Regions from separate parts of the Mus musculus genome. Here region 1 is linked to region 2. The links are chromatin contacts, called in public ChIA-PET maps. All regions are on one chromosome and are shown on one strand. Each heading gives the region's core, a stretch centred on a gene start, on an enhancer-like site or on the middle of the called end of the contact. The rest is flanking DNA. Distances are from core to core; before and after follow the strand shown. Region 1 has its middle 17 kb from the start of Dnajc27. Region 2 overlaps Dnmt3a (DNA methyltransferase 3A).

The links. ChIA-PET counts read pairs in DNA pulled down with a chosen protein or histone mark.
Region 1: a contact with region 2 is called in an RNA polymerase II ChIA-PET map of memory CD8 T cells, with 23 read pairs. The contact joins two enhancer-like sites. A contact is called at or near these places in 18 of 39 promoter capture datasets (the 3T3-L1 cell line, 3T3-L1-derived adipocytes, the HPC-7 cell line and 11 more), 8 of 484 Hi-C or Micro-C datasets (B cells, embryonic stem cells and liver), 2 of 115 datasets of contacts at active chromatin or transcription factors (large pre-B cells and memory CD8 T cells) and 2 of 9 other capture datasets (adipose tissue and liver).

Annotation. Positions count from the first base shown.
Region 1 is chr12:4,063,338-4,068,079 of GRCm38.p6, forward strand. No RefSeq gene overlaps it. Among named protein-coding and RNA genes, the nearest start is that of Dnajc27, 17 kb to the right of the region's middle. Within about 2 kb of position 2,319, at least 39 of the 459 cell types and tissues checked have an H3K27ac peak or open chromatin away from gene starts, as enhancers often do. A contact at or near this core is called in memory CD8 T cells, where this site is marked.
Region 2 is chr12:3,852,951-3,857,323 of GRCm38.p6, forward strand. All of the region lies in intron 3 of Dnmt3a (DNA methyltransferase 3A), which reads left to right. Among named protein-coding and RNA genes, the nearest start is that of Dnmt3aos, 7.1 kb to the right of the region's middle. Within about 2 kb of position 2,976, at least 251 of the 459 cell types and tissues checked have an H3K27ac peak or open chromatin away from gene starts, as enhancers often do. A contact at or near this core is called in memory CD8 T cells, where this site is marked.

The DNA of each region.
Region 1 (4,742 bases), core at 1,069-3,568, 210 kb after region 2:
CAGAATTAATGACATTATTTAAACCTCCAAACCCAAACACTTGGGAAATATCTCAAGTCAACAAATGCCAACCTTCTTAACTTTAAAACTGACAGAATCTTAATAAAGATAAGCATTCTAGAACATTCTGTTCTTGGTTAAGCAAGCAAACAGAATTGGGTAAAATTTTTATTTTCATTTGATCTTTTGTTTAAAAAAAATATATATATACATACATATATATGTGTGTGTGTGTGTGTGTGTGTGTGTGTGTGTGTGTGTGTGTGTAGTGGCTATTCCTGGTTGTCAACTTGACTATATTTGGAGTGAACTACAATCCAGAATTGGAAGGCTCACCAGTCATCCTTATCTGGAGGCTTGGAGATAGAAGTTTCTGATCTAGATCTTGGTATGGAGATCTTGAGGCATAGTGGCTATGGATTCCAGAAGATTAAATCTCCAAATTCAAGGTCATTCGGGATTAAAGGTGTGGTGGAACACACCTTTAGTCTGGGCTATACCTTCTGCTGGAGACAATATAAGGACATTGGAAGAAGGGAGTCTTGCTTTTGCTCCTTCGCCTGCTTGCCGTGTGAGACTGAGTAACTGCTAGATCCTTGGACTTCCATTCACAGCTACTACTGAACCATTGTTGGGAATTGGGTTGCAGACTGTAAGTCATCAATAAATTCCTTTACTATATAGAGACTCTCCATAAGTTCTGTGACTCTAGAGAACCCAGACTAATACAATATATGTATGTATATATGTGTATGTGTGTGTATGTGTATATATATATGTGTGTGTGTGTGTGTGTGTGTGTGTGTGTGTGTGTGTGTGTGTAGTGTGTGTATGTGGGGGGGGGTGTGGTGCAGGAAAACGGCTCAATATCTAGAGGTACTTGCTGCTAAGCCTGATAATTTGAGTTCAATATCTGGGGCCCACATTGTGGAAGGAAAAAACTGAACTGGCTCTTCCAAGTTGTCTACATCCCACTATAGCCTGCTTGTGCACTCACATGTATCCACATACATAGGTACATACATACATACATACATACATACATACATACATACATGTAATAAAAAATTTTAAGCTTTTGAGATAGTTTTGCCTTATATCTCAGGCTGGTCTCCATCTAGAGATCTCCCTGCTCCAGCCTCCCTAGTTCTAGGGCTAAGAATGTCTATCGTCACATCTTTACCTGGCTTCTTTCTTGCTCCTTGAGAACCATGCAGAGGCTTGCACCAACATCATCTCTAGAACCCCAAGTTCATCTCCAGCACGCCCCACCTCTACCGAGAACTCTGGTGCCAGCCAGGAAGACAGTACATTTATCTGAGCTGTCCCTTGCATGCCTCAGACAGAGGAGAGAGTATATTCGGGGCCCCATGCTCATCTTCATGACTCCTGTGTCTCTTCCAGATGAGCAAAACAGCCTTAGGCGGCATGCTGGGAATGGCGAAGAGCCAGGATTGTCACCTGTTTCTGTTCCAGCGGTCCATTAAATATTTTTGGTGGGCTGTGATGATGCATGCCTTTAGCATCACCCAGCACTTTGGAGGCAGAGGTAGGAAGATATTTTAATAGTTAAGGAAAAGCCTGGACTATGAGCTACAAGTACATTTCAGAGTAAATCTGACTAAATGAAGACCCTGTCAGAGAGGAAAGTGGGGAGAACATGATTCTGTCCTGCTAGCCCAGCTGAGCATCCTACATGGGAAATTTTTTAGGAGGGGAAATAGCCAAGCTCTTTAAAGAGAGTGGGTTTCATGACTGTAATTTGAATTAGTTTAATTAGATGCTTTTCTCCTAACTATTCGTTGAGAGAAACCGTCCCATGAGAACCAAAGTTGGGAAGTATGGAAGGACAAAGAAGGCACATGCTCTCAAGGTCTGGGGATGTGGTTGTTGCCTCAAATGGAGTGTGTGGAGCACAGAATTCCCTGGGCAGAAGTAAACCTGACAAGGAAACCAGTGCAAAAAGATGGCGTCCAGGCACAGAAAGGTGAGGAACACCGTGACAAACCGCTAGTCTCCTCAAATGTCTGCTTCAGAGATACAAAGATGAAGGTTGTAAGAGCTTTTAGGTCTCTGTGTTGGGGTGAGGAGATGGTCACACCCACCTTCCTCCTCTAGGTCCTCAAAGCTTGGACCTCCATTTTTCAAACAATTGCCACAGGTTTTCATCCCTAGGGAAGAGGCGAAACTCTGCCTCCGAATGATGCAGACATATGGAAGGAAATAAGGAGAATTTATTTCCTCAGACTCTTTCTGGAGTCCACCCTGTAGCCTGGAGTCATAGCTCTACCCTGCAACAGTAGGAAGCCACACCCTTCCAGGTCTTGCAGACACCACCACCACAAGGACCATGACAACCATCACCATAACAACCACCACACTTTTTTTTTTAAAGATAGTATCTCATTGGGGATAGTGGTTCACACCTTTAATCCCAGCACTCTGAAGGCAGAGGCAGACAGATCTGTCTCTGTGAGATCAAGGAGAGCCTGGTCTACAGCTCAAGTTCTAGGGCAGCCAAGGCTACATAGAACAACCCTGTCTCAAGAAACCAAACCAAAGAAAACAAAAGAAAACAAAAAACAAACAAACAAACAACAACAACAACAAATACCAAAACCCACCAACAATAACAAAAAGATAAGGATTCTCATAGCCCACACGGACTAGCCTCAACCCTGCCTAGCCTCAAACCTGCCATACAACTAAGCATGGCTTTGTACCCTCTACTTCCTCAGTGCTGGAACTGCAGGCACCACGCCCAGCTCAGGCAGGGTCCAACCCAGGGCTTCTTGTGTACTAGATAAACACTTTATCAACTAAGCCCCAAACCCAGGCCTATGTTCCCTTTACTCCCAGTTCCGGCGTCGACTGTTAGTTGAAGAAGATGCTGAAGGGGACCGACCTAAGTTTCAAAAACCTGCCCCAAGGCGACCTGGAATGACAAATGATGAATGTGAAGCCCAGGAGAAAGGAGAGCCTCCTTATCGCCTTTGTGCCACAAGGCAGGATTCAGAGCAATCCTGACCGCCTCCTCTGAGCCCCACTTTGATACAATGTGAGCAAAGGGGATGCCAGGGCAGGACCTCACTTCCAGTGTTAAGTAGAGCCAGAGAGCTTAACCAGGGGTGGCGGGGACTCAGAGAACTGAGACGACAGAGAGGAGGGGAATGAAGGCTGGTATGGGTGCTGCAGGCGCTGAACTTGCCCTTTATCTCCTGCCTGTCCCTGGTCCCTGAGGATGTCATTAGCCTAGCAGCTGTTCCACTCAACCCCTTGCTTACTACAGGCACATTCTGGGTCTCTGGATGGCTGCTGCTCCTCCCTCCCTGTATGGCCAGCAGCAGCAGCAGCAGCATCTACATCAGCCTCTGCATCAGCCTCTGCATCAGCAACCAGTGCTGATTCTGGCTTGGTCACTGCTGCTGTCACCGCCCTCAGGCTCCGCAACTCCGAAGCACACAGGTTATGCCAGCTGCTTGAGTTCTTTCCCTGTGAGCTCCCCAGATGTCTCCAGACAGCCAGAGGAAGGCTGAGCCCACATCCCTGACTAATGATCACGCCTTCAAGACTGGAGGCAGCCTGTGACTCAAACTGTGGAGGCTCAGGCAGCAAAGGGAAGAAAGAGTGGGAGGGAGGGAGAGGAGCAGAGGAGGAGAATGAAGCCTGGTGAGGAAGATGAGGAGAGTGAGGGAACCAGAGTGTGCGTGCTTTGCCTCTCTACAGACCGTCTTTACCAAGCCTCTGCTCTACATCAGCCCAGCAGTCCATTTGATATTCCTTTGAAAGGAAGTGTTCACCATGACTATAAAGGTTGTTGTAATTATACAGGTCCTATAATTGGTAACATGGTATCATGCATACCATCCATCCAAATTCAGATTTCTGTCAGATGGGAACTCCTGGGGAAAAAAGGCAAGGATCCTTTTACCACAGAGGTGATTGTGTGTCCCAGCTGTCCTGGTTTAGTTCCAGTCAGGAATCCTAGTTTGTCTGGAAAGGTTATTTTGAGAATTAAGTTCTGTCTTGGCACAGAACAGCATCATGTTGTAGAAGCTATCATTGGGCATCTGCTATAGTTGATAACTGTTTATTGTAGCTGTGTTAGAAAAGTGGCTTTGCTCTGGATGCAGTATATGTAGACATATATATATGCTTATGTGTAAATATATATGTGTATGTGTTAGATACATATATGTATACACATACCTGTATATACATATGTATATGCATATATGTATACATCTCATATACATATATGCATCTCTTATATACATACATGTGTATATGATATATACACATATGAATATATGTGTATGATATACATATGTATATATGTACATATTTATATACACATATATCTTCCTCATAAAAAAATATAAGATATATATGTATGTGTGTGTGTGAGAGAGAGAGAGAGAGAGAGAGAGAGAGAGAGAGAACTGTTACACCCACCACTTGCTGCTATGCTCCCAGTCATGAGGGACTCTCAGCCCTTTGGAACTGTAAGCCCAAATAAACTCTTCCTTCTATAAGTTTCCTTGGTCATAGGGCTTTATCACGACAACAGAAGACTGACTAGTAAACCCCCAGTCCTACCCTGTATCAGGAATGTGTCTTTTCTTAGTGTTTGCTGAGAGGTTAGATGGTCTTCTCTCAGTGGGGAAAAACTCCAGCAGAAAAGCTAAGGAGCTGATTCCAGGATTAAGGGAGGTAGAGAAGTTGCTGATCCACAAGCTTTT
Region 2 (4,373 bases), core at 1,726-4,225:
GAAGCCGAGAAAGAGGCCAAGTGTGGCCAAGGAGGAGAACTTCGATCATGCGAGCTCTACTCTGCAGCACTGGACAGAGGAGTTCAACTACACATCTGGGCCTCCCCAGCCCCCAAATTAAACACCTTTGGCGCCTTCTCAATTTGTCCCCAAGCCTGTGCAACAGATTCTTAGACATCTGTCCTTGGGTGCTGCTGTGTTAGTTTCCTAGCTAGAGGAGCTCACTTCCCAGAACCCACTGTTGCTTCTTGCCCTTCACATGGAAACTTGCCTTCCAATCTAGAGTCCTGGAGAGGCGTAGTCACAATAGTAAGCTGCTTAGCAGGTCTGTTCTTGAGAGTCTGCCATCTCTCTCTCTGTGTCTCACTGTGTGTGTGTGCGCGTGCGCGTGTGCGTGTGCGTGTGCGTGTGTGTGTGTGTGTGTGTGTGTGTGTGTGTGTGAGAGAGAGAGAGAGAGAGAGAGAGAGAGAGAGAGAGAGAGACAGAGAGACAGAGAGACGGAGACAGACTATGCAGCCTTGGCTGTCCAGGAACTCACTATATATTAACCAGGCTGGCCTTCTGGAGTACTGGGATTACAGGTGTGTGGTGTGTGCCACTGAGCCCAGCAGACTTCCATTTCTTTCTTTTTCCTTCTATTTTATTTATTTTTATCTGTATGGGTGTTTTTCCTGCAAGTGTGTCTGTGTGTCATGTATATGCTTAGTGCCCACAGAGGCCAAGGGAGCAGAGGAGGTGTTGGATCCCTTAGAGCTGTAGTTAACAAACGGTTTTGAGCTGCCATGTAGGTTCTTGGAATCTGAGTCCCAGGTCCTCTAGAAAAGTAGCAACCTTAATGGTTAAGCCATCTTTCCAGCTCTAGGACTCCCTCCCTTCTCCCCTTCCTCTGTGGCTCCTTCCCTTCTTCCTTCCCTCCCTTCCTCCCTTCCTTTCTTTCTGTTTTAGTTTTTCAAGACAGGGTTTCTTTGTGTAATAGCCCTGCTGTCTTGGAACTTGCTTTGTAGACCAGGATGGCCTTGAACTCACAGAGATCCATCTGCCTCAGCCTCTAAGAGCATGTGCCACCCCACCTGGCTCATGGACTCCATTTATCTTAAGACTGGAGAGATGGCTCAGTGGTTAAGAGCACTGGCTGTTCTTCCAGAGGTCCTAAGTTCAATTCCCAGCAACCACATGGTGACTCACAACCATCTGTAATGGGATCTGATGCCCTCTTCTGGTGTGCATGAAGACAGAGTACTCATACACATAAAATAAATCATCTCTTAAAAAAAAAAAAAAAAAAAAAAAGACAAGATCCAGAACACTGGCCCTGACTTTCTGGCTCCTTCTTGTCCCCTTTTCCTGCCCCCTCCACACTGTGCCCAACACTTAACCTGTCTTGGACAGAAGAACCTTGTATTCGTGCTGCCCCACAGGGTGCTCCAGGCACATTCTCCCTACTTGTGTGGTCTGATAGCCCTCCTTGCCTCTTCCCTTGGAGCCAAACCCCATCAAGCCTCGCTTGAAAGTGAAGCCCAGGCCTGGGGTGGGGGTGGGGGGTAGTTCAGCAAGCAAAGGTACTTGCTTGACCAAAATGGTCTGCACGCCTCACCACCAGAGCCATGGGTGCTGCTTGTCCGCAGAGAACTCTGAGTCAGTGTCTAGGAGCTTGAGGTTTCTAAACTGCAATCTCATTTATTTACTTATTTACATACTTACTCACCGAGTGGTACTCAAACCTAGCTTACACATCTTCAGCTGAGTGCTCAGCCCCTGAGCCCCACCTCCAGCCCTGGACACCCTCTCCCCTCCCATAACTCCTCCCACCCCTTCTTTTAATAATGAATATTAGTATTCATGTTTGTTGGTTTTTTTTTTAAACAATGATACACTTTCTTAGCAAATAGAGAAGTTAGAATCCAGCCCCATCGCAGCTCCCAGTGCTCTCCTAAATCAGATTTGCTTTTACTCTGGATAAGTAGAGCTTGTTCCTCCACTGGCTGATTGGTTTTTGAGATAGACACTTTGTAGCCTGGGCTGTCCTTGAACTTGCCACAATCCATACTGGCTCCTTTGCATGTCTGGCAAATAGAACATATTTCATTACCTACAATCGAGCAATGAGAATAAAAAGGCTAATAGCACAGCACTTTGTTGCCTGAAAAGGCCGGTTCAAAGACTTACTTCAGGCTAGCAAGATGACTTTGTAGGTAAAAGCCTGAAGAATCTCTGTGGGATGGAGACTGGCTCTCAGGAATTGTCCTCCGACCTTTGGAAGAGTGCCAATGGCATGAATGTGTGGTGTGTGTGTGTGTGTGTGTGTTACACATACACATATGCACACACACACAAATGCACAAGCTCTCACATACCCCAATAATAATGAAAAGACTCACTTCTTGGACCCCCTACTGTGAGCCCCCTGCTTCTCTTCTCCCTGGGAGCCTGGGTCCCCAAAGCCTTTTTAAGTTAGTATATGAATGCAGGGCTGTTTGAAAGCAAGCATACTGTCTCAAAACACCTCAGAGAAAGCTGAGGTCTTGGTGTGTGGCGCATTGGTAGCATTCTATATACATGACACCAGCACCACATAAACATGCCTGTAATGCCAAGACTTGAGATATGGAGGATCAGAAATTCAAGGTCATCCTGAGCCAGCATCAAGTTCAAGGCTAGCCTTGGCCACGTGAGACCCTGTCTCAAAAATAAAAAAATAAAAGAAAGAAAGAAAATGTAACTGAGGGAGAATATGACACAAATCCTGGGACTCCAGGTATAGCTGGGGAGGCTGGGGTGGTACAGAGCCTGGGAGGTGAAGCTGCTTCAGAGTAGGCCTGGGCCTGCCGTGTTGGCAGCATTGCCTTGGGGAAAGCTAAGATACTGCAAAGCAACAGGAAACAGGAAGCCAGCTGCTGGGCTAGGAGGGCCTTAGGAAGGGAGCTGGCACCTGGGCCAGGGCCTGTGGGCTGGGGAGGAGGAGACTGGCATGTAAAATCAGGCCTGTGTGTGCGGCTCAGTGGAAAGAAAGGGCTGGTGCCCTGCTCACCAGCTCCTGAAGACCCTGCACTGTGACAAGTGGAACTGTGGTCACAAGCCCAGACAGCTCTGCAGAGGTCTCTGTTCTTTGTGGGTAGTTCTAGCTGGAGCAGCAGAGGGACAGTTTCTGCCTTGGCCCACCAGACCCTGTGGTTGGTTGGTGGGGGTGACAGGCCCTGCAAGGTCTACACCCTGTTTGCTAGCGGCATGCATATCAGTGGGGATTTATACCCACCAACTTCCTCCAGGGTTATTTTTGCTTGGAGGGTGCATTCTGAGGTCACTCTTGCTAAGAATAACCCAGCAAGGGCGGGAGGAGGAGTGGGTGGGAGCTGGCGCCAAGCTCAGCTGAGGCAGGCTGGGCTACTTACTCCACAGCAGCCTCCTGCACAGCCTGGAGGCAGTGGGTTACAGAGGGCAGTGCTATAGGGCAGAAGGACAGAAGCCAGGGGAAGCCAGGCAGCGCTGGGCTGAGCCTCCACTGCCTGGGCAGTTTTCCGGCTCCCAGGGCTTTGCAGTGTGGCTTATTTTCCAGTCTAAGAGCCATTTGGTTCTTCTCCAACAGAACTGAATCCTCTCCTCGTTTCAAGACCAGTCCTGCACTTTGCTAGCTCTTTAAGCAGAGGCTTGATGGCCGCTCTCCCTTGGTTTTAGGCTCTCTTAGTCCTGGGCTGCTGCTCCTGGTCACACCCCAGCAGTGGCCTTCCAGAAGACAGCTGGGATGGTGCATGGGGAGTTTAACTCTTCCTAAGGTTTGCCCTCCAGAGCATGCAAGAAAATTCTGAGGGAGGCCAGTGGTGGCGGTAGTGGGGTGGGGGTGGGGGGTGCCAGCAGGTGTGGACCTTGAGGGTCAAAGAAACCAGGGAAAATATACTGGGAAATGTGGGGCTTCCCTGGCCCTTAAAGGAGGGCAGGAACCAAGGGGAAGTGGCAGGTCCTGCTGAGGCAATGCTGAGCAAGGTGGGGCAGGCAGTTCCGTTAAAAATGAGTCTTATCTGGAAAGATAGTATGCAAGAGACCTGAGGGGGTTTACTGTTTATTTTATTTATTTTATTTTATTTTATTTGTTTTTGGAACAGGGTATCCTGAAACTCACAATGTAGACCAGGCTAGCCTCAAACTCCCAGAGATCTGCCTTCTCTGCCTTCTGAGTATAGAGATTAAAGGTGTGTGTGCCACTGTACCCAGCTTCTTGACAGGCATACACAGTCACACCTTGTATTCTAACTCTGTATCCTTTAAGGCCTGGGAATAAAGGGAGCATTGAGCAGAGGCAAATCCTGGCCTGGTGAAGGTATAGAAAAACAGAGTGTCCTTCGCTGGTCAGATGATGGAGTAAAAGGAGAAGCCCAGGC